Linked DNA regions of Oryctolagus cuniculus: region 2 is linked to region 1. The links are chromatin contacts, called in public Hi-C maps. All regions are on one chromosome and are shown on one strand. The core of a region is the stretch at or near the end of the contact, and the rest is flanking DNA. Distances in the headings are between cores, read along the strand shown. Region 1 overlaps LOC138850416 (a long non-coding RNA gene). Region 2 has its middle 120 kb from the start of GADD45A.

Region 1 (5,902 bases), core at 1,671-4,170:
GAATTTTTCTTATCTCTCTGAAATGCTTTAGACTTGAATAACAATGCTATTAAATCTACTGCTTCCTGCTTATTTATGGGAACACATTTTCTCAAGGTCTGTGTCTGTAAAAAATAAGAAAGAGGAATAGGATGGTTGCTGTGCTGTCTCGTTCTATCAATAAACAATTCATTCATTCATGGATACAAGCAATCATCGAGAAAAAAAGTTATTCCTCTGTTAATAAGATTTCACCTAAACTGAGTGAATAATAATATAGTTCACAATCAAATAGCTTTAAAGAGAAATACATTTAGAGAACAAACTATTTTTAAAAATGGGATATGATGCTTAACAAAAAGCAAATAATACATGTTGTCAAAAGGCAGAGTAAGAAAAATAGGTAGTGCTAAGAAACACTGACGAAACTGTCCCAGCTGTCTTTTGTAGAACTGTATGCTTTCCCGGCCGGCGCCGAGGCTCACTAGGCTAATCCTCCACCTTGCGGCGCCGGCACACCGGCTTCTAGTCCCGGTCGGGGCGCCGGATTCTGTCCGGGTTGCCCCTCTTCCAGGCCAGCTCTCTGCTGTGGCCAGGGAGTGCAGTGGAGGATGGCCCACGTGCTTGGGCCCTGCACCCCATGGGAGACCAGGAGAAGCACCTGGCTCCTGCCATCGGATCAGCGCAGTGCGCCGGCCGCGGCGGCCATTGGAGGGTGAACCAACGGCAAAGGAAGCCCTTTCTCTCTGTCTCTCTCTCTCTCACTGTCCACTCTGCCTGTCAAGAAAAAAAAAAAAAAAAAAAAGAAGAAGAAGAACTGTATGCTTTGCTTTTATAAGATACATATGGTGGGGCCCAGCAGTTCTAGAAAGAGATGAAAAAAGGCAAAGAAGAACAATCAAAAATAATGAAGAGTTGATTTTATTGAAAATTCTGGATACATTTTAAGGCGGTCCATTTATTTAAAGATTTATGTTTCTGTCTAAGTGTAATAGGAAGTCGAATGGTGACCCAAGCGAGGCTTCCAAGAGAGCCCAACTTATGTAGGGAATATTCATGGGGGAATTAAAACTTTTTGGAAGGGATTATTTGTTTTAGTAAAGACTCTTTGGTGAACAAAATTACTGCTTAGATTTCTTCCACTATATAAAAGGCATAATGTGATAAAGTAAAATAAAATTTCAGGTTAAAATGGCATCACCACTCTTATGGGATGATCAAATCCCGTAGTTTGAAATAATTTTGTAGTTTGAAACAATTCTGATGATTGAAATCAATTCTTAGTTATTAATTTGATAGTGATAATTGACATTATTAACAAAATGTCAACGACCTCATTATTGACTAGTCATTAATTTCAAAATTAATAACTGAATAGATAGTCAAGTGTGAAACCTAGTTCTCAACTTTAAGCTGGAAAGTCTAAAATCTCTCCTAGTAGGGGTGTCAAGATGATCTAAAGACAGAAGAGATGTGGGAAAGACAGGAATGATTCACAGTAGGGATTTTTGACATCTGAAAATAAAGGAGTTAAGTGATTATAGCAGGAAAGTGGATCTCCTGCCTCACTCAAGAAGAACAAAAGACCCACTCTTAAGAAAAACAACACAAGGAACAAATTCGCTCAATTCCAGTTCATTCCAAAGCAACATATAAAGTGTTGGTTGCTGTGCTACCAAAAGCAAGATTCTTCCCTGTTGAACTTATCCCTCCTTCTTCCCTGCCTGGCTTGGTGTGAGTCCACAACCTGCACCCCTGTACAAGGCAACCCTAATCCAGAATCCTGGGACTCATGCTTGATTTCCTCTATATTTTCCTACTGTACTTCTCCGCTAGACACTGCTACTCCACAGTCCCCAAGCAGTTCCTGGGAGTACCTGTCTCCTAGCAAAGAGCTCCGTAAACATGGGTAGAATAAATAACCTCATTCAATATGATTGACCTCTTCCCTCAAGGAGTGCTCTGCCAAGAATGAGATGAACACAGCTTCTTTTCCTGTAGGCTGTTCTGGTGCTACTTCCTCCAGGAAGCCTTCCAGACACTCTCCTGCCAATCAGACTGAGGGATATGATCCTCCGCTAATCTCCCACAGCACCTTGCACTTACCTTTTCCTAAAACCTTACAGTTTGGCCTGGTTACACTTGATCTACTTGCCTGAGTTCCCCGCTAGATAGGGACTGTCACACCTGTCTCACCAGTGCCTCGCACAGTATCTGGTGCAAAGTGCAAAGACAATGAATGCTGGGGAATGACTTCTACGTAACGTGATCCTATGGGGGAGACAGACGCAGGAGCAGTTGCTTGCGCTATTGGGGTGAATAGCAGTGAGAAACAGCTCTCTGAACTGACCTTGGGAGACCTGGAGTTTTTCTTAAGGAAGAGCGTGGACCAAAGCACGCAGGCAAGAAAGCACATAAAGTCTTTAAGACAATGGGAGCCCGACAAGACTCAAGAAAAGCACCGAGTGGGGGGAAATGGGGCAGATGTGGCAAGAAAGGTTATTTTAAACAAGTTGTGAAAGACCTGGACGCGAGACCAAGGGATTTGGAGATTGTAAAGTAGAAAGTCACTGACGTGAGAACATGGCCAGATCGCTCAAAGATAAAAAAATGTTGTTTTCTTTTCAGTAACTAAAAGCCATAGATCTAACTTCCTCCATTTTTATATTTCTTGAGACTTCATGAAAATACAAAACAAAGACCAGCCAAAGCAATTCTTTCCTCGCCTGGTCTGAACCCGGCGTGGTGGTTTTTTTTTTTTTTTTTTTAATTTATTTTTTCTTTTCCTTGTTTTCTGGCAGCTCTCTTGGTGAAGCGAGTGCATCACACAGCTGGGAAAACACGAGCTTCTCAGTTTGTTTGGCTTCTGAGCTATGTGGGTGAGCGCGAGTCTGGGCAGTGTGTCAGCTCCTTCCTGAAAGTCTGGGTCACGGAAGTCCACAGCACAACCTTGTTTACGCGATTTTGCTTCCAGCGTCGAGAACACTGGTTGTGATTACTGCAAAGGTGTATGTGGTCACCGTTGGCTCTCAACCCTGCAATTCCTTTGAAAAGATGATCTGACTGGGACAACGGTGACCTTATGGTAACACCTCTGTTTCTTTAGAAAGCCCCGGATGAAAAGCCAGGCGTTGTTTTCCCCGCTGCCTTTGTGCCTGGCTAACCGCGACAGCTTGTGGGCTCCCTGGGAGTCGTCCTGGGGGACGGAGTTTGCTGGGCTGGCAGATTCGGCTGGGAGACGATGAGTGAGTGACCAGTCTGAAGCAACTCTTCCAGCCCAGACACGTGAAGTTACAGTTCATCAACACATGTTTACATGACTGTCTGCTGTGTGCCGGTCACTGGGAAGCCGGATGAATAAGACAGTTTCTATCCCAGTCTGCTAAGTAGCTTGAAAACTCCTCCAAGGTAAAAGTCCATTCTGAATTCTCTTTATGCACCCCAGATTGCCTAGCACAGAGCCTAACTCGGGGTGGGGCCTCAATAAATATCAGCTGTCTAAGTGTGTGGGTGAAGTTCTGTTTTGCACAACAAATGTTTACTAAGCACCTACTGTGGGCTGACCCTGTGTTGGGTGATCAAGAAAGGAAGCTGAGGAAAACGGGGTTCCTACCATCAGCTGCTCATGGTCTGCTGGGGAAGACAGACATTGAATCAGAGTCTCCAAGGAGCCCCTGAGCCCCTAAGGAACCCCTTGCCACCCAGCCCCTCCTCCGGAACCCCCTCCCCCCCATCTCTCTACTCAAGGGATAACAGCTGGTCTAGAAGACAGACCAGCGCCATACCCACAGTGCTGGCTGACAGTATGTTAGTAACATGGCTCAGCTAACAGTAGAGGCACAAGTCACGCATACACGGGGTATGGAGGAGCGAATAACCTCGTGGTGTGTGTGGGGGGACTGTGCAGCTTCCAGCAAAGTCCAACCTAAAAAGGGAAGTTCTGCCTCTAGGCGTTTACTCAAAACCCCTTACTGACAAGTGTGAGCGCAGGGTGGACCCCAGATTCTAGGCACTGTGTAATCCACAGAAAAGGGAGCACCTGACCAGCCCCTTGTGTTGCTGATTAGGGATGGCAGATAAAGGGAATCAGTTTTTAAATGATATGGTCATTTTAAAAATTAATTTACAACATTTTTTATTTCTTCCTGTTCTGGACCAAACTTATCCACAAGTGTAGCTTGATAGTCATCTTGGCTCCAATAATCGTGGCATTTTGCTGAGTCACAGGACTCACTCCTGAGCAGGAATGACCCAGAGAGCCTTCCGAGAATCGGCTTAAAAATCGTTAGCATGAATCCTCCTCACCAGGGAGAGGCGTGCTTTTGACTCCATTCCTTGCAAAGCTGATGCTCAGCGCCTAGCAGTATTCTGGAGCGACAGCATTCGGAAGGAGAGAGAGAGAAGAGAGAAGGGAAGGCAAGCAGGAAGAAGGGAAGGCAGGAAGGCAGGAAGGGAGGGAGAAAGAGAGGAAGGGAGGGACAAAAAGATGAGAACAATTAGCTAAATAAAAAAAAAACTTAATTCTCCCCAAACCTCTCAGAATTTTAAAATAAAGATTGGAAAAACATCTTACTGCTGGCAGGGCCAGTTTCCCACTTGTAAATGCACCAACCATCGCTTGAGGAATGTCTCAGTGGGGCCACAGCTCTTTCATGGAAACCTGTCACCCCTTCCCTGCTCGCATTTTATGAGCAATAACAACAAAACAAATTACACTCGTCATGTTCTACAGGTAATTGAATTTGGCTTCTTGAAATCAAGGCTTTGAACTGTGGAGACCATGCCTTTTCCTTTACTAACTTCTGTTGTCACCTGCCTCCATTCAAAGCAGGAGTTCATGATATTGATCATTTGAAGCGAGTTACTGGCCCAAGACTGCTTGGCTAGTCTCATTTTTCCCCACTTCTTGCTTTGCGCACAAACTGAGCATGCTCTGTCCCGAGCAGGTGTGGCTGCAGCTTGAGGGTTGTGACTCAAGCTGTCCCCAAAGGCTTCATCCAGGTGTTCATCAGGCTGCTGGCATCTCCAGGAATCACCGCAGGAGGAGCTGCTTCCAAGTTCACTCCTGTGGCTGGGGGCAGGCTTTATTTAGGTCCTGTGGGTTGTTAACTGGAGACATTTTTTTGCCACCCGAGGTTCTCCATAGCATTACTCAAAACCTGGCTGTTGGATTTCCCCTGTATTAAGGGCAGAGACAGCATCAGCGAGCAAGATGGCAACCACAATCTATCTGCAGCTTAATCTCAGAAGTAACATGCCATCGCTTTTGTCATAATCTAGTTTTAGAAATGGAGCCAGCACGTGTTGAAAGGGAAGAAACCGGACAAGGCTGTGAACACCAGGAAGTGGGGTCCCTGGGGCCATTTTAGTCTGCCCACCACAGTGCTCAATAAGCATGCTGGGCAAGCAGCTGAGTCTCTCTAGTCAGAATGAGTATATGTGGGGCAAGGGCTTTTGCACAGTGGTTTAAGCTGCCACTTGGGACACCCATATCCCCTACTGGAGTGTCAGTTCAAGTCTCAGCTGTTCCACTACCGATCCAGCTCCCAGCGAATGCTCCTGGGATACAGCAGACAATGGGCTCAAGTAATTGGGTTCCTGTCACTCACATGGGAAGCCCTGATGGAGTTCCTGGCTACTGGCTTCAGCTTGGCCCAGCCCCAGCTGTTGCAGACATTTGGGAAGTGAACCAGAGAATTGAAGCTTTCTCTCTCTCTCTCTCTCTTACTCTGCCTTTCAAATAAATACATCTTCAAACACACACACACACACACACACACATACACGCATGTGCTCACACACACACACACACACAAAGATCAATAGCATTTAACTCCTACTGGAGAAACAGTGCAACGTGACTTTAGTCAAGTGTACATTCATACACATTGATGGATCAAAAGCAACTGAGTGAAAACAGTAC
Region 2 (5,355 bases), core at 354-2,853, 51 kb after region 1:
TGGTGAGTCAGACGCCATGCTGACATATACCCGAAAGAAAATGCAGGTGAGGAAAAAATGATGCATGCATTTCAAAAATGTTTTACATCAAGATAAATAAATGTACTTTTTATTTCTATTTTCCAGGAAGTTTTTGAAAACCCCTGGTATTTTTTTTTCCATTTCATCGTCACAAGAGTCTTGAGTTTTGATAAATGACACATAGGAAAATAAGCCTGAGGTCACACAGCCAGCGAGCAGATCTGAACTTGAGTCCAGATGTGCTTAACACGCTCTGTTTTGTTTTGTTTTTTAATTTGAGAAGTAGAGTTACAGAGAGAGAGAGATCTTCCATCCCCTGATTCACTCCAATGACTGCAACGGCCGGAGCTAGTCTGATCCAAAGCCAGGAGCCAGGAGCTTCTTCCAGGTCTCCCATGCAGGTGCAAGGGCCCAAGGACTTGGGCCATCCTCTGCTGCTTTCCCAGGCCATAGCAAAGAGCTGGATTGGAAGTGGAGCAGCTGGGACTCCAATTGGTGCCCGAATGGAATGCTGGCACCACAGGCAGAGGCTTAGCCAACTATGCCACAGCGCCGGCCCCAGACACTCTCAACTCCGGGGCTCTCACAGTACCTTCCACGCCCAGCTCAGTTCCTTGTGCATTTGGAACTAGTGGTCAGTTGGATGGATGGATGATGGGGACTGGGGCCTCCAAGGACACTGGACATGGTCTCATTGCCCTTGGCCAGCTGTTGTCGGTGAGGTGTTCTCAGGGGCTGCTGTTGCCCTGGGCCAGCACCGAAAGGTCTCCCTGATTCCAGGGTTCACGGTCACTGCGTGCCTTCCCCGCTCTTTCTCATCCTCCCAGGGCAAGGTGAGGTCTGAGAAAGCTGAAGAATGCAGCTGAATTGTCTTCAAAATCTTTGCCGATAAGACCTGGGGGAGTTTCCAGACGCTTTCTTATGACGATTCCAGCTAAGAACGTCGGAGTCCTGCTAAGCCACGATGACTCAGCCCAGGGAAACCAGGGCCCACAGTGGTTCCCAGGAAGCCAAGTAGCTGCACCCAGGTCTGCATTCAGCCAGGGGGCGGAAGTCACAGGCAGCCTCACTGTCCCCATTGGAGCCAATGACGTGCAGGGTGAGCCTCGTCCCCAGGCTGAGTGAGGCACCAGCAACCACCCTGAGGAGGGAAGGTGTGATCCCAGTCAGTGCTACCACCTTTCTGAGTGCCAGAGTCCCCCCTGCAGATGGGGGAGAAGAACAGCTCCTCCCTCAGAGGGCCAGCATGAGATCAAAGAATTGATGTCTACACGAAGCTGGACAAGGTCAGCACACCACATGGTGCTTGGTAGTGACAGCTCTTACTACGTGAGGAAGGGACAGAGAAAGTCAGGCATGGAGCTCACAGTATCTGGGCTGGCCATGCGTCTAGCCCAGTGTGACTGTCCCTGGCTGACGGAGTCTACGTGCTGTGCCATCGCTGACTGCCCCCAGGCTGAGCCACACGCACTGCACTCCCCTGACCGTGGCTCCGCACTGTGTTTTGTGCGGGAAGGACTAGTTTATGGTAAGCTCGCTGTGTTCACAATCTGTGTGTTTGGCCTTGGCAAACTGGAAGGGCATGGCCCGGCGATCTTGTCTCGTGGGGACGTTTTCCCCATGGGCCAGGCTGGGTTTGCTTTTGGACCCATCTGGGGCCTTGGCATTGGGAAGTTTCGTCTGGACGCATTGCATGAGAACTGTTGCGTGCCACTGTTTGGCTGTGCTTTCCTTTCTGCCTTTTCTTGGCAGAGCCAAAAGCAAAATGGAAAGTTTGTGCTCATGTGAAGAATGATGTGCAATGTCAGATAATATCTTTTGTCCTCTGGCTTTGAAGTGAGTCGACAAAAAGCCAAATGGTCTAAACTTGGTACTAAATCGCCTCTTAAGGGTGCTCATGCCTTCTTGTCAACAAGTATCTACGAAGCTCGAAGCGTTCAAAGGCTGGGCGCCATGAAACTTTCATGGTAGGAAGGATGTGGAAGTGATTCAACAGTGAGAGGGAACACTCCAGGGGTTATCAGCCAGCTGGGGTGGTGCGCAGAGGCAAGATTTAAATCCAAGACGCTCGGGCTGGTGCTGTGGCGTAGTGGGTAAAGCTGCCACCTGCAGTGCCAGCATCCCACATGGATGCCGTTTCGAGACCCGGCTGCTCCACTTCCCATCCAGCTCTTTGCAATGGCCTGGGAGGGTGGTAGAAGATGGCTCAAGTCTTTGGGCCCCTGCACCCATATGGGAGACCCAGAAGAAGCTCCTGGCTCCTGGCTTTGGATCGGTTCAGCTCTGGCCATTGCAGCCAATTGGGGAGTGAACCAGCAGATGGAAGACCTCTCTCTCTGCCTCTCCTCTCTCTGTGTAACTCTGACTTTCAAATAAATAAATAAATCTTACAAAAAAATCCGTGACTCTGGTAGTATTAGATGTATTTCTCCCTCCTGCTTCTCCTCTCTCTAAGGGACAACCCATGGTGTCACAGGTATGATACCAGGCACAGAAGAGCACCAAGAGTTAAGGGGAGTTACTGCGTTTGGGGACGTTTCAGTCCAGTAGACACAGGAACAGGTTGAATGATGAGAAGACGACTCTTGCATTTGTGATGTCAGAGGGAAAGCGAGGGCTTTCACACATGGCTGACTGTTCCTTAGGTCCTACCCTGGACAGGCCCACCATCTACCGCCCACCATCTCCGGAAGCTCATACAAGTTATCTACACTCCCGATGCCTCAGTTTCCTTATCTGTTAACCATCCCTTACATCCCTTAGGAGTGTTAGGAAAGCATTTAGTATAGAGCCCAGCACATATTAGGTGCTCTAACAATGGTAGCTAAAGTGAATCTAAGACCTACAAGGAGGCTGCCTCCTTTTTTTTTTTTTTTTTTTTTTTTTTGTGACAGGCAGAGTTAGTGAAAGAGAGAGACAGAGAGAAAGGTCTTCCTTCCATTGAAGGTCATTCCTTCCTTCCCTAATGGCCGCTACAACCGGCGCACTGCGCTGATCCAAAGCCAGGAGCCAGGTGCCTCCTCCTGGTCTCCCATGCGGGTGCAGGGCCCAAGCACTTGGGCCATCCTCCACTGCCTTCCCAGGCCACAGCAGAGAGCTGGACTGGAAGAGGAGCAACCGGGTCAGAATCCGGCTCCCCAACCAGGACTAGAACCTGGGGTGCTGGTGCCGCAGGCGGAGGATTAGCCTAGTGAGCCATGGCTCCGGCCTACTGCCTCTTCTTAAGCTGCCCCATGGGAGCCAATCATTTGCAACTCTTTTTTTTTCCTTCAGTCCTCCCAAGAGACTTCAACGATAACCAGGAAAGATTATGAATGAATATTCATTGAATACATGGCTAAATGGATGCTTGAACAATAAAATTAACATTTGCAAAGTGTTTACTATATGGACTTGTTCTGAGCATGTTACCTGTTCGATGTAACTTGCATAATATATGCTTTATACTTGCACAACAACTCTAAGAGCCAGATGCTATTATCATGCCCGTTTCACAGATAAGCAAACTGAGGTTCAGAAGATATTAAATAACTTGCCTAAGCTTATCCAGATAGCATGTGATTTAGCTGATAATGAACTCAGGTGAGCTGGCTCCAGAGTTTGAGCTGCTAACCAGAATATTGAGTCCCGTGACTGACTGGCTGACAAGTGAATGAACGTAGAGCCCAGGCAACTTCCTGTTTTAGAGACTGAAGCTGAGGCTGACAGGGCCTAACTGAGCTGCCCAGGGTCACGGGTCAGTGGTAAAATGGTCAAACTCTTGCATAGCAGAATTCCACTTCCTCGCCTCTTTGAAGCTGGGGTAGCCATGTGCTTTGCCTCGGCCAACAGAATGTGAGCAGGAGTTGCCACCAGCATCTCCAGACGGACACTCTGAGAGTTTACCACGTTTCTCAGAAGCCTGTAGGGCAAGGGAGCCACGATCTGCCCGGGTCCCCAGAGGGAGCAGTTCCCCTGCCTGCCAGTGATAGCATTAAGAGGGAAATTCCTTTTCATCGTGGGGAGCCCCTGGGGTTGGGAAGGAAGGAGTGCTGTCACGGTAACCTCTGGTTTCTCCTGCCTGACACAAGTTGGAGCTGAGAATGAGAGCTGGGAAATCCAATGCCTCATGTGACACCTGTGCCATTACCTAACTCCAGCCCACTCTGCCCACGTGGGTGTTCTCCTTCCCCGGGTGGGCTAATCTGATGGACTGAACTGGGTCACTTATGGCACAAAGGGAAGACAACTGTAGAACTCCAGCTCCCGATCTAGTAGACCCGAGACTGCCCTTGACCGCCTGCCCCTGCAGAGTATCTCACACCCCAGATTACCTCTTCCCAGAGTGCTGCCTTGTGGCAGCTTTTCTCAACAAGTAGACTGTTGCCTAGAGAGTGAGCTAATCCTGGAGAAAACTGTAAATGCTGAGATTAGCAACAGTATCTCCCCAAGCTAAAGAGGTGACGTTTGATCAACCAGATTTGTTTTTGACGGATTCTTCCAAAAGATTGTGAAGGTTTAAGAATTATAAGTTACATAATCTAACCCTTTCACTTTCTATTTTGCAAATATAGTAACATTTACACAACTTACGTTGACTCAAAAACACTCAACTAATTTCTTTTTAAAAAATTTTTTTTATTTGAAAGTCAGAGTTACACAGAGAGAGGAGTGGCAGAGAGAGAGGGCTTCCATCTGCTGGTTCATTCCCCAATTGGCCAGAATGGCCGGAGCTGCACCGATCCAAAGCCAGGAACCAGAAGCTTCCTCCAGGTCTCCCACAAGGGTGCAGGGGCCCAAGGACTTGGGCCATCTTCTACTGCTTTCCCAGGCCATAGCAGAGAACTGGATTGGAAGTGGAGCAGCCCGGTCTCGAACCGGAGCCCATATGGGATGCCGGCACTGCAGGAGGCAGCTTTACTCGCTATGCCACAACACTGGCCCCTCAACTAATTTCTCAAAGGAACTTCTTACTGGTTAGCTGAATACAACCAGACAGTTTCTGGATGTAGGGAGTATCCCTTAGATTTAACTAATGAGAAAAGATTATATAATGGAATGGATCACGCATTTAAATACTGATTTATACATGTTGATTTTCTTTGACCAAAAATTTGCAGCAGGGTAGGTACTTGGCTTAGTAACAAAGCCATCACTTGGGGTGGTCTGCAGCCAGCATCAGAGTTCCTGGTTCAAATCCCAGTGACTCCATTTCCTATCCAGCTTCCTGAAAATGTACCTGGGAAGGCAGCAGATGATGACCCAAATTCCTGAGTCTCTGTCACCTATGTGGGAGACCTGTATTGAGTCCCAGGGTTCTGGCTTCAACTTAGCCCAGCCCTGGCTGTTGTGAGC

The links. A called contact is a pair of places that touch in the nucleus more often than the background predicts.
Region 2: a contact with region 1 is called in a Hi-C map of psoas muscle, with 2.1 times the contacts expected there. The contact joins two enhancer-like sites. A contact is called at or near these places in 4 of 6 Hi-C or Micro-C datasets (ear pinna, psoas muscle, skin fibroblasts and 1 more).

What each region holds. Positions count from the first base shown.
Region 1 is chr7:104,953,326-104,959,227 of mOryCun1.1, forward strand. LOC138850416 (a long non-coding RNA gene) reads left to right here. Exons shown (of 2, transcript XR_011390154.1): 2 at 2,781-3,481. Among named protein-coding and RNA genes, the nearest start is that of GADD45A, 68 kb to the left of the region's middle. Within about 2 kb of position 2,921, at least 6 of the 8 cell types and tissues checked have an H3K27ac peak or open chromatin away from gene starts, as enhancers often do. A contact at or near this core is called in ear pinna, where this site is marked.
Region 2 is chr7:105,005,223-105,010,577 of mOryCun1.1, forward strand. No RefSeq gene overlaps it. Among named protein-coding and RNA genes, the nearest start is that of GADD45A, 120 kb to the left of the region's middle. Within about 2 kb of position 1,604, at least 2 of the 8 cell types and tissues checked have an H3K27ac peak or open chromatin away from gene starts, as enhancers often do. A contact at or near this core is called in ear pinna, where this site is marked.